Linked DNA regions of Mus musculus: all the other regions are linked to region 2. A link is a contact called in public HiChIP or PLAC-seq data. All regions are on one chromosome and are shown on one strand. Each heading gives the region's core, a stretch centred on a gene start, on an enhancer-like site or on the middle of the called end of the contact. The rest is flanking DNA. Distances are from core to core; before and after follow the strand shown.

Region 1 (2,775 bases), core at 98-2,597, 190 kb after region 2:
GATGCAGAGCAAGGCGGGAAAGCCCAGAACTGGTTTACAGAACACTTCTCCCATGACTACTTGGCAGTCTGGATTCATTCTTACAAACTTGCAGCAAGGATTTAATTAAGCAACCAGAAGGCCTCCTGCATGCTAAGTACAACTGGCAGAATATTGATCAAAAGGCTGAGATAGCTCAAGTGCGTTTCAGATGGGAGAACACCAAGACATCCAGCAGCGTCCCAATGCGGTCTAGCCTCACACCCCAGGCTGCTGGGACGATCAGCCCAGACACTGACATCATTGGATGCTCCTAGACACTGGAGACAAGGCAGCTGGTGTTGGCATCTCTGAAACCCGGGCAAGGAAAGGGCCAAGTAGAGTCAGATGAAGATAGACCCATCACTATGGAAAATCTCCAAAAGGCAAGTACAACCCCAAAGCATTCTGATTGGGGTTCCTGTGTCTAAGGATGACAAAATGAGAGGCATTGTGTGTGTGTGTTTTAATAAAAAATCAAGTGATTTTATGTTAAATATCCATAGGGTAAATCCTTTTTAAAATGTCGCCCAGTGTGTGGAGTGGGGAAAAAAACCAATCAAGCAAAATGTATGTCTATTTGAAATGCTGCGTGGGAAATGGGTGTTAATATTATTTTTTAAATGGGCATTTGGGAATGCGGTCAGGAGATGGAAATTTAGGAATCTTCCTCCAACCAGAGGAGAAGCGAGGACAGGGGAAGAGCAGTCATCTGGATAGGAGATTCTGCTTCGCGTTTATCTAGACTGCTCGGGAGGAGGGACAGGACACCTCACTGAACACTTTCCCTGCGGGAGCCCTACGCTTGCAGGTTATCGCCGCACAATCCGGGCTACTAGGCTGGAGCCTCTGAGGACTCCAGGGCAGCAGGGTCTGACCCTGGGCCTTCACTGCACCGGCTAGCTCGGGGGCGCGGCCGGGTACCGGGGATCTCCAGCTCAGGCTGCGCGGTGACGCATGGCCCACCAAGGGGGACCTCAAGCCGGCCGATCCCAAGGGCCGGCCGCAGGAAGGCGGGGCCGCCGTCGCCCCCCATGCAGTCGCCGGCTCCCCCTCGGCTCCCCGCAGCCCTCCAGCCTCGCCGCGCCACGCACACACTCACCAGCAGGCTTCAGCAGTGCTCACCGTCCTCCCACATCGAGCACTGGCCGCAGCCGATTCCCACCGGCTCTACACAGCCTCCCTCCAGTCTCAGGACACCATGCACACTCACCATTGTGGCTTGACTACGCGGAGTCCGCGTCCTCCCGGTGGATGGCCCGGCACCCTACAGACGCAGGGCAAACGGATGCCGCAGGGCTGAGCTACAGTCTACACCGGAAGAGACCCAGCCTGAGGAGGATTCCAAGATCCTGGACTTCAGAAACACAGCATGAAGGCCCGCCCCCTCTACCCTGTCTAAACGTCTGATTCGAAGTTCTCACCATCGTGCTGCTGATTGGATGACTTTCCGGTCCCGCCCCATCAGGCCCCAGCACTACCCTATGGGCTGAAATGACAAGTTTTTGGTACAGTTGTAGTAAAGCTGACCCTAGAGGAATCATTCCCATTTACTATTGTATATAAAGTCAGACCAATTTATGAATCATATATATGTATATTATTCGCAATAGAGAAGAGCTTTGGCACCATTTCCCCCTGAGCTCTGTCCTTGAATTTCAAATTTTAAAAGGGGAAAAAAATCTCCTGAATCAGCAATATTGAATATAGAAAGGGGGAGTAATACTCAAGTGTTACTGTACTGGCTAGTTTTGTGTCAACTTGACACAGTTGGGGTTACAATAGAGAAAGGAGCTTCAGTTGAGGAAATGCCTCCATGAGATCCAACTGTAAGGCATTTTCTCAATTAGTGATCAAGGGGGAAAGGCCCCTTGTAGGTGGGACCATCTCTGGGCTGGTAGTCTTGGGTTCTATAAGAAAGCAAGCTGAGCAAGCTAGCAAAGCATGCCAGTAAAGAACATCCCTCCATGGCCTCTGCATCAGCTCCTGCTCCCTGACCTGCTTGAGTTCCAGTCCTGACTTCCTTTGATGATGAACAGCAGTATGGAAGTGTAAGCCTAATAAACCCTTTCCTCCCCAACTTGCTTCTTGGTCATGATGTTTGTGCAGGAATAGAAACCCTGACTAAGACACTTACTTAATTTAAAATTTTCTACTGTTCATATTAAAGTTAAAACAGTGATTGTAATAAAACCCAGTATATCCAAACATATCATCATATGTGGAATTGGTTACACACACACACACACACACATATACATATATGTATACATACATACATACATACATATACACATATACATACATGCACACATATGTATACACACACATATATGTGTGTGTGTGTGTGTGTGTGTGTGTATATATATATATATATATATATATATATATATATATATATATATATATATATGTTACTATACTAAATCATCCAAATTCGGGTCTTCAGCAGGTTTCAGGTCACGTCTGTCACAGTCCTCTTCTGAGAGCTATAATTTTCCTGACCTCAAGAAAGTGAGGGGAACCTGAGAATCTCTCCCATTTATGTCAGAAGTGAAGCAACACAGTTTCCTGCCAATATTTCTTTTAGGTCCCAGTGAATGGGGGTAACCATGTCCTAAAACAGATCAGGGGACTTCAACCAGGAGTGTTCAAAGGTGGGCACATGAGGAGGGAAGCCTGTCTCTTGATCCCTCCATGGCCTTGCCCCCCTGTGATTTAAATAGATTATAAGAAAAATTACCACCACCACCACCA
Region 2 (2,896 bases), core at 222-2,721:
AAGTTCCTTAAGATTTCAGAACAGAAGTGGCTGGGGATCGCACGACTAAGCTGAAGGGTCTGTCCATAGCTGAGAAGCCCACGCAGCCCGTGAGGGTACAGAAATCCTATCATGCCTCCATACCAATTTGATCTCCCTTGTCACAAGACAAGCATTTTGTAGTTCTTTCTTGGCACCGTTTTCCCCCCTGTCTCCTGTTTATTCTCATTTAAAGACCTAGGGTTTTCTTCTTTTTTTTATTACTAAGAAACTAGTAGCAATTAAGAAGAAACTGTTTTCTCAACAAGAACCTACCATCCCCACGCCCATGGGTTCTACAATTTGTCAACATGAATAAAGTGTTCTCTTCTCTAAAACTAATCCTACATTATGTCTTTAGTCCTACCCATTCTGCCAACACAGGATGAGACTCTTGCCAATCGTTCCCTCCTTTCCTATCACTCCATTCCTATCTTCACGATCATTTCTATCCTCAGACAATTAAGCTGTAAGTTTTTCCAATTCTTAACATTTCTCTAAACTACACCCACATTCTTCAAAATTCCTAAGAGCAGTAAGGCAGCCCTTATTGTAGACATTTTCTGTGTGCATGTGTTGTATTTACCATAGAGCAGCTAAATACTACCACATAATATGAGTCAGTTTTCAGTCACCAAAATACATTACTTAATAACTGTGGGGAATGGGTTCCATGTGCCCCACAGATAATCAAATCAAATCCAAAGATGGGGCTTGTGTTCATTTGAAGGGGGCACTTCTAGTGCTAAGGTCCTGTTCCCCAATAAGAAAGGAACAGGCCAGACTTCCAGATCCCAGGAGGATAAGACAGTCATAAGGAAAAAGAGGAGGAAATTTTCTGCCATGCTTTGGAGGAGGAAAAGGAGAAAGAGGAGAAAGAGGAGAAGAAGGAGGAGGAGGAGAAGGAGGAGGAGCAGGAGGAGGAGGAGGAGGAGGAGGAGGAGGAGGAGGAGGAGGAGGAGGAGGAAGAAGAAGAAGAAGAAGAAGAAGAAGAAGAAGAAGAAGAAGAAAGAAGAAGAAGAAGAAGAAGAAGAAGAAGAAGAAGAAGAAGAAGAAGAAGAAGAAGAAGAAGAAGAAGAAGAAACCATGTGAGAGCTGGGGTCTGTGGCCACTACTACAGGCAGGTGGTCATGGATGTTTGGCAGTGGCTAGGTGGGACTAACCACTGAAATTTAGCGAAGGTGGGAGGAGCAGAGGTTAAAAATATTATTAAGGGCATGCTTTTCCAGTGGGAAATAGTGTCTTAAGGCAAGTGGAAAAGGAGCAAACTGTGTGTGTGTGTGTGTGTGTGTGTGTGTGTGTCTTTTGTTGGATTCAAGGGAAGCTGGGAGGGAGCTAATAGTGTGGTCACTTCTCAGAGCAAAAGGCGATAGCAACATTAGTTACTTCCCTAGTGTCTAAGGTAAAATCCCTAATAAAAGCAACTTAACAAAGAAAGGGTTTGTTTTGACTCATTGTTTGAGAACGCAGCACTACGTGGTAGGGAAGGGATGGTAGCTGGGGTGTGAGACGCTTTATCAACGTCATGTGCAGTCGGGAAGCAGAAAGAGATCAAAGGGAGACCTGGAAAGGAGAAAGCATTTGTAATATAAATAAAGAAAATATCCAAAAAGAAGGAGGAGGAGGAGGAGGAGAACACTATTGAGACATTGGTCTTCAAGTTCCAACACAATTCAAAAGTCCAACATCCAGACTTTTCTGAGATTCAAGGTAACCTACTAACTGTGATCCTCTGTGAAGAAACAGACTCAAAAACCAAACAACGAAATAAATAACACCCAGGTTACACACTTCCAGTGTACAATTGCACAGACTGAGCAGTCTCATTTCAAATGGGAGGAAAGGGTGGCCTAGCAAGGGATGGTGAATTGAAACCCAGCAAAGCAAACACCCAAATCTTGCAGCTCCATGTTCGGTGCCAAGGGCTCTTTCTAGAATCAGCTGGGTCCCAAAGGGCTTGACTAGCTCTGTCCCTCCAGCTCTGCTGCCTGTGGCACACGTTGCCTTACTCTTGGACTGCCTCCATTTTGTGCTGACATCTTTCTTTGCCAGCTGCTGCTCATTATTGGAATCCTCAGCATCCTTGGGATCCTGCCACAGCTTATGTCTCACCTTCACTTTCATAACCAGGTCATTTGAACACTCCATTCAGAAAACCCAGCCTGGGTGCATGTTTCCCCGTCTCAGCAGTTTTCTGGAGCCTTGATACAAGCCTCCCAGACCTCCTTACTCTTCACTCTGCTTGTCTGCAGAATCTGTATCATGTGACGATGCCTAACTGTGTCACTGGCTTAAGATATAGTGCCACAGACCACCCCAGTCGGGTATGGGGGTCCCTGGAATGAGGGTCCTCGAAGCTAGGTGGGTAAGGATTCGGCGGTGACAAACAGAAACAAACACAGACACACTTTGAATCTGAGTGTATTTTGCAGCTCTCAAGCAAGGGATTTTATATATTAAAAAACTAGACATTACATCTCTTAGAATCTGTATCCAGCGAAACAATCACAAATACCAACAAAAATCATTTGGCACAGTAAAGCACAAAAATCTTCTAAGCATTACAACTCTGAAACTATGTGTTCAGTGAATCACAAACAGAACAGGTAACATCATTATTAATATAAATCATCAAAACATAACAATTCCAAAAGGATGAATTTAGTGGGGCTAGTGGCATATTTCCAAGCAGGTTAATAGATCTTTATGGTCAGTGCTCTTAACCGCTGAGCTACCTCTCCAGCCCCATATGGTCAGCTATTATTTAACAGCTAATGCCTGATTTTCTATAAATCTTCAGCACATAAATTTAAACTATTTTAATTCTTTCTAATTAAGGCTTTCTTTACCACATACCAAAACCCACCTCCGATGACAC
Region 3 (2,781 bases), core at 125-2,624, 170 kb after region 2:
TCACCTCACAGCACCTGTATTGGGCAGCTTACAATCATGTGTAACTCCAGCTCCAGGATATATGACAACCCCTCTGGTCTCTTCAGGCACACACCCACACACAGACATATATGCACACACATAATTAAAACTATTGAGGTGGCTAGAGAGGTGCCTCAGTGATTGAGAGCACTTGCTGCTCTTGCTGAGAGCCTGGGTTCAGTTCTCAGCACCCACAACCTGGAAGCTCACAACCATTTGCAACTCCAGTTCCAGGGCACTCAATAGCCAACACTTTATTGGCTCTTCACAGACACCAGGTCACACACATGGTGCACATACATGTATGCAGGCAAACACGTGCATAAAATAAAATAAATAGATTTTTGAAATACGTAAATAAATACTCAACAACAACAAACCCTTGAGTACATGGAGTTTGCCATAGTGGTCAGTGGAGTAATATCACTGGAATTATAGGCAGTTTTAAAATGCTTGGCATGGATGGTGGAAACTGAGCATGGATTTTCTGCAAGAGCAGTGTGCACTCTTTCTAGCTATCTTTCTAGCCTTTGTCCTATGAGAGAGAGGGGAGGGAGAGGGAGAGGGAGAGGGGGAGGGAGGGGGAGGGGAAGGGAGAGGGAGAGGGAGAGGGAGAGGGAGAGGGAGAGGGAGAGGGAGAGGGAGAGGGAGAGGGAGAGGGAGAGGGAGAGATCAGCTACACTTTTGAACCAAACTTGTCCTGTTAGGTTTAAGACAAAACTTGAGAATCTACCTATGCAGCCTATACACCGGTCCGAGGATTTGCTCCATGTCAAAGGATAGTTTGTAGAGAAGGAAGAAGACGATTATTACAAGTGAGAAGAATGAACCTAAGAGAGAATCCATTTCCAGGACTTAGAATTGAATTTTGTAGACACTGTCTTAACAAGATTGGAAATGAATAAAAGGATGGGCAGAGATAGAAGGAGAGATCTGCATTTCAAAACTATAGAGTAGAGATGTGTACTGTAGGGTAGAGAGATGGCTCAGTAGTTCAGAGCACTTTCCCACTCTTGTAGGTGATCCAGGTTAGGCTCTTAGCACTCACAGCTGACAACTGCCAAGAACTCCAATTCCAGAAGTCTGACCTCACCAACTACCGATGCGTATGTAGTAGACACAAATTCTCATAGGACTTGTAGACATCATGAGAGTAGTATCATGCTTGCACATTAATAACATCTGGTAGGGGAACCAGATATACTTTTGGTAAAAAGTAATGACTTTTATACTAGATTGATTCTTTATGAACTTTATGGAACAAACAAAGCTCCCCAATGAGCAGAGATGACTCATGCCCGGGCATTAGTGGCTGTGCCTGTGCTGGGGTAAGAGTTGCCAAGGCTGCAGAGTGTGTCTGATAAGATCAACAAGCACACAGGCAAGAAAGTCAGCCAGATGAGTGTTCCTGCCTTGGTTTCCAGATACAGAGGCTTGGTGACTGGGCCTCCAGACCTGAGAAGCAAGGACCCTCCAGAGTCTTCAGCAACATTTAGGCCAATCATGACCGATGGGGCCAGATAGGGAGGAACAGACATGGGCTGAGGTGCCACTCAACACACCACACCAAGCCTATTCTCAACTCAACAGAAATCCCCATTGTTTCCCGGAGAATTCTGCAGAGAAGCATTAATGGCATCTTAGCTCTGTCTGAATAGTCTGCGAGACAACCACCTGTATTCTAGAGAGCACGAAGTGAGTTTGCTCCGCTTGGGAAATGACGGATGTGAGGTAAGCATCTGGAAAGTTCCGTGCAGTGAGGTCTCTTCTGAGAGGAGAATCTTCTACTTCTGAGCTACTCGCTCACTCTTCTACAAGCCACACTCCTCTACCTGTGAAGTTTGTTACTGAAATATGGGGTGCTCTCTGACATTTTTGAGATTATAGGACATCTACCCGGGTTGCCAAGCAGCAATCCTGGCTGGGAATGGTCCAGGCACACAGACCAGAGAATTAACCTGTCTGATGGCAATTTATTGTGTCTGTGACATAAATATTTTATTGAGCTGACATATTTGCTTTGTTCTCTTCCTGTATTTGCTTGACCACATATCCTGACATCTGTCCATGTCACTGCGCAGACATCTAAGCCAGCTTTTCACTCACAGACCAATACTTTATTATGAGACTGTATGATCAACAGCTCAGCACCTCATTATCTTCAATGTCTCTTTAAGAGTAACATTACCATGGACATTCCTGACCTTTGCCTTTTTCTCTTGGCCTGTTTATTTCTTTATGAAAAGTACCTGGAGGATGAATTTCTTGATCAGTCAGAGCACCCTAAGGGGATTCTGGGTATCTGTCTGTGACAGACCTCTACTGACCTGCCTCATGTCCAAGGAATTGTGTATGGCCTAAGCAGAATCAGACATCAGGCCCTGGCCCTGCTCTCAGCAGCTTGCAACCTTATCTGTGGCGGTTGTTTTGTTTTACCACAAAGACCTTCTATCTTGTAGGTCATAATATGAGTTATACTTGTGAGATATGAGTAGAGTGATTAAGAGGGGAAGATCTTGGTGAAGACAGAAGAAAGGTATTTGGGGGAGCAGCAAAGAGAACTAGAGCCTTGTAATCTACTATCTAATTGTACCACTATCTTGGTGCTCATTCAAGCCCTGGGAATCTTCAGGTCCAAAAGAAGAGGAAAAGAAGGAGGCCTTGGTTTCCTAGGAGCCATTGAGTCAGAGAATGTGCTGCAAGCAGTGTGAGTTGGGTGGGGGGGCAAGTGCCTTCCACAGCAACCACCAGCCCAGCACT

The links. HiChIP or PLAC-seq counts read pairs in DNA pulled down with a chosen protein or histone mark.
Region 1: an HNF4G HiChIP or PLAC-seq map of pancreatic cancer cells shows a contact between it and region 2. The contact joins the promoter of Zfp267 here to the enhancer-like site in region 2. A contact is called at or near these places in 1 of 484 Hi-C or Micro-C datasets (embryonic stem cells), 7 of 115 datasets of contacts at active chromatin or transcription factors (embryonic stem cells and pancreatic cancer cells) and 2 of 9 other capture datasets (liver and pancreatic islet).
Region 3: a FOXA1 HiChIP or PLAC-seq map of pancreatic cancer cells shows a contact between it and region 2. The contact joins two enhancer-like sites. A contact is called at or near these places in 3 of 15 datasets of contacts at CTCF or cohesin (all in embryonic stem cells), 31 of 484 Hi-C or Micro-C datasets (bone marrow-derived macrophages, differentiating embryonic stem cells, embryonic stem cells and 8 more), 7 of 115 datasets of contacts at active chromatin or transcription factors (embryonic stem cells and pancreatic cancer cells) and 3 of 9 other capture datasets (embryonic stem cells, liver and pancreatic islet).

Annotation. Positions count from the first base shown.
Region 1 is chr3:36,149,652-36,152,426 of GRCm38.p6, reverse strand. It overlaps Zfp267 (zinc finger protein 267), which reads right to left and starts at 1,347. Exons shown (of 4, transcript NM_001101478.1): 1 at 1,232-1,347. The coding sequence starts at 1,234.
Region 2 is chr3:36,341,831-36,344,726 of GRCm38.p6, reverse strand. No RefSeq gene overlaps it. Among named protein-coding and RNA genes, the nearest start is that of Gm42209, 63 kb to the left of the region's middle. Within about 2 kb of position 1,471, at least 6 of the 459 cell types and tissues checked have an H3K27ac peak or open chromatin away from gene starts, as enhancers often do. A contact at or near this core is called in pancreatic cancer cells, where this site is marked.
Region 3 is chr3:36,172,519-36,175,299 of GRCm38.p6, reverse strand. No RefSeq gene overlaps it. Among named protein-coding and RNA genes, the nearest start is that of Zfp267, 23 kb to the right of the region's middle. Within about 2 kb of position 1,374, at least 12 of the 459 cell types and tissues checked have an H3K27ac peak or open chromatin away from gene starts, as enhancers often do. A contact at or near this core is called in pancreatic cancer cells, where this site is marked.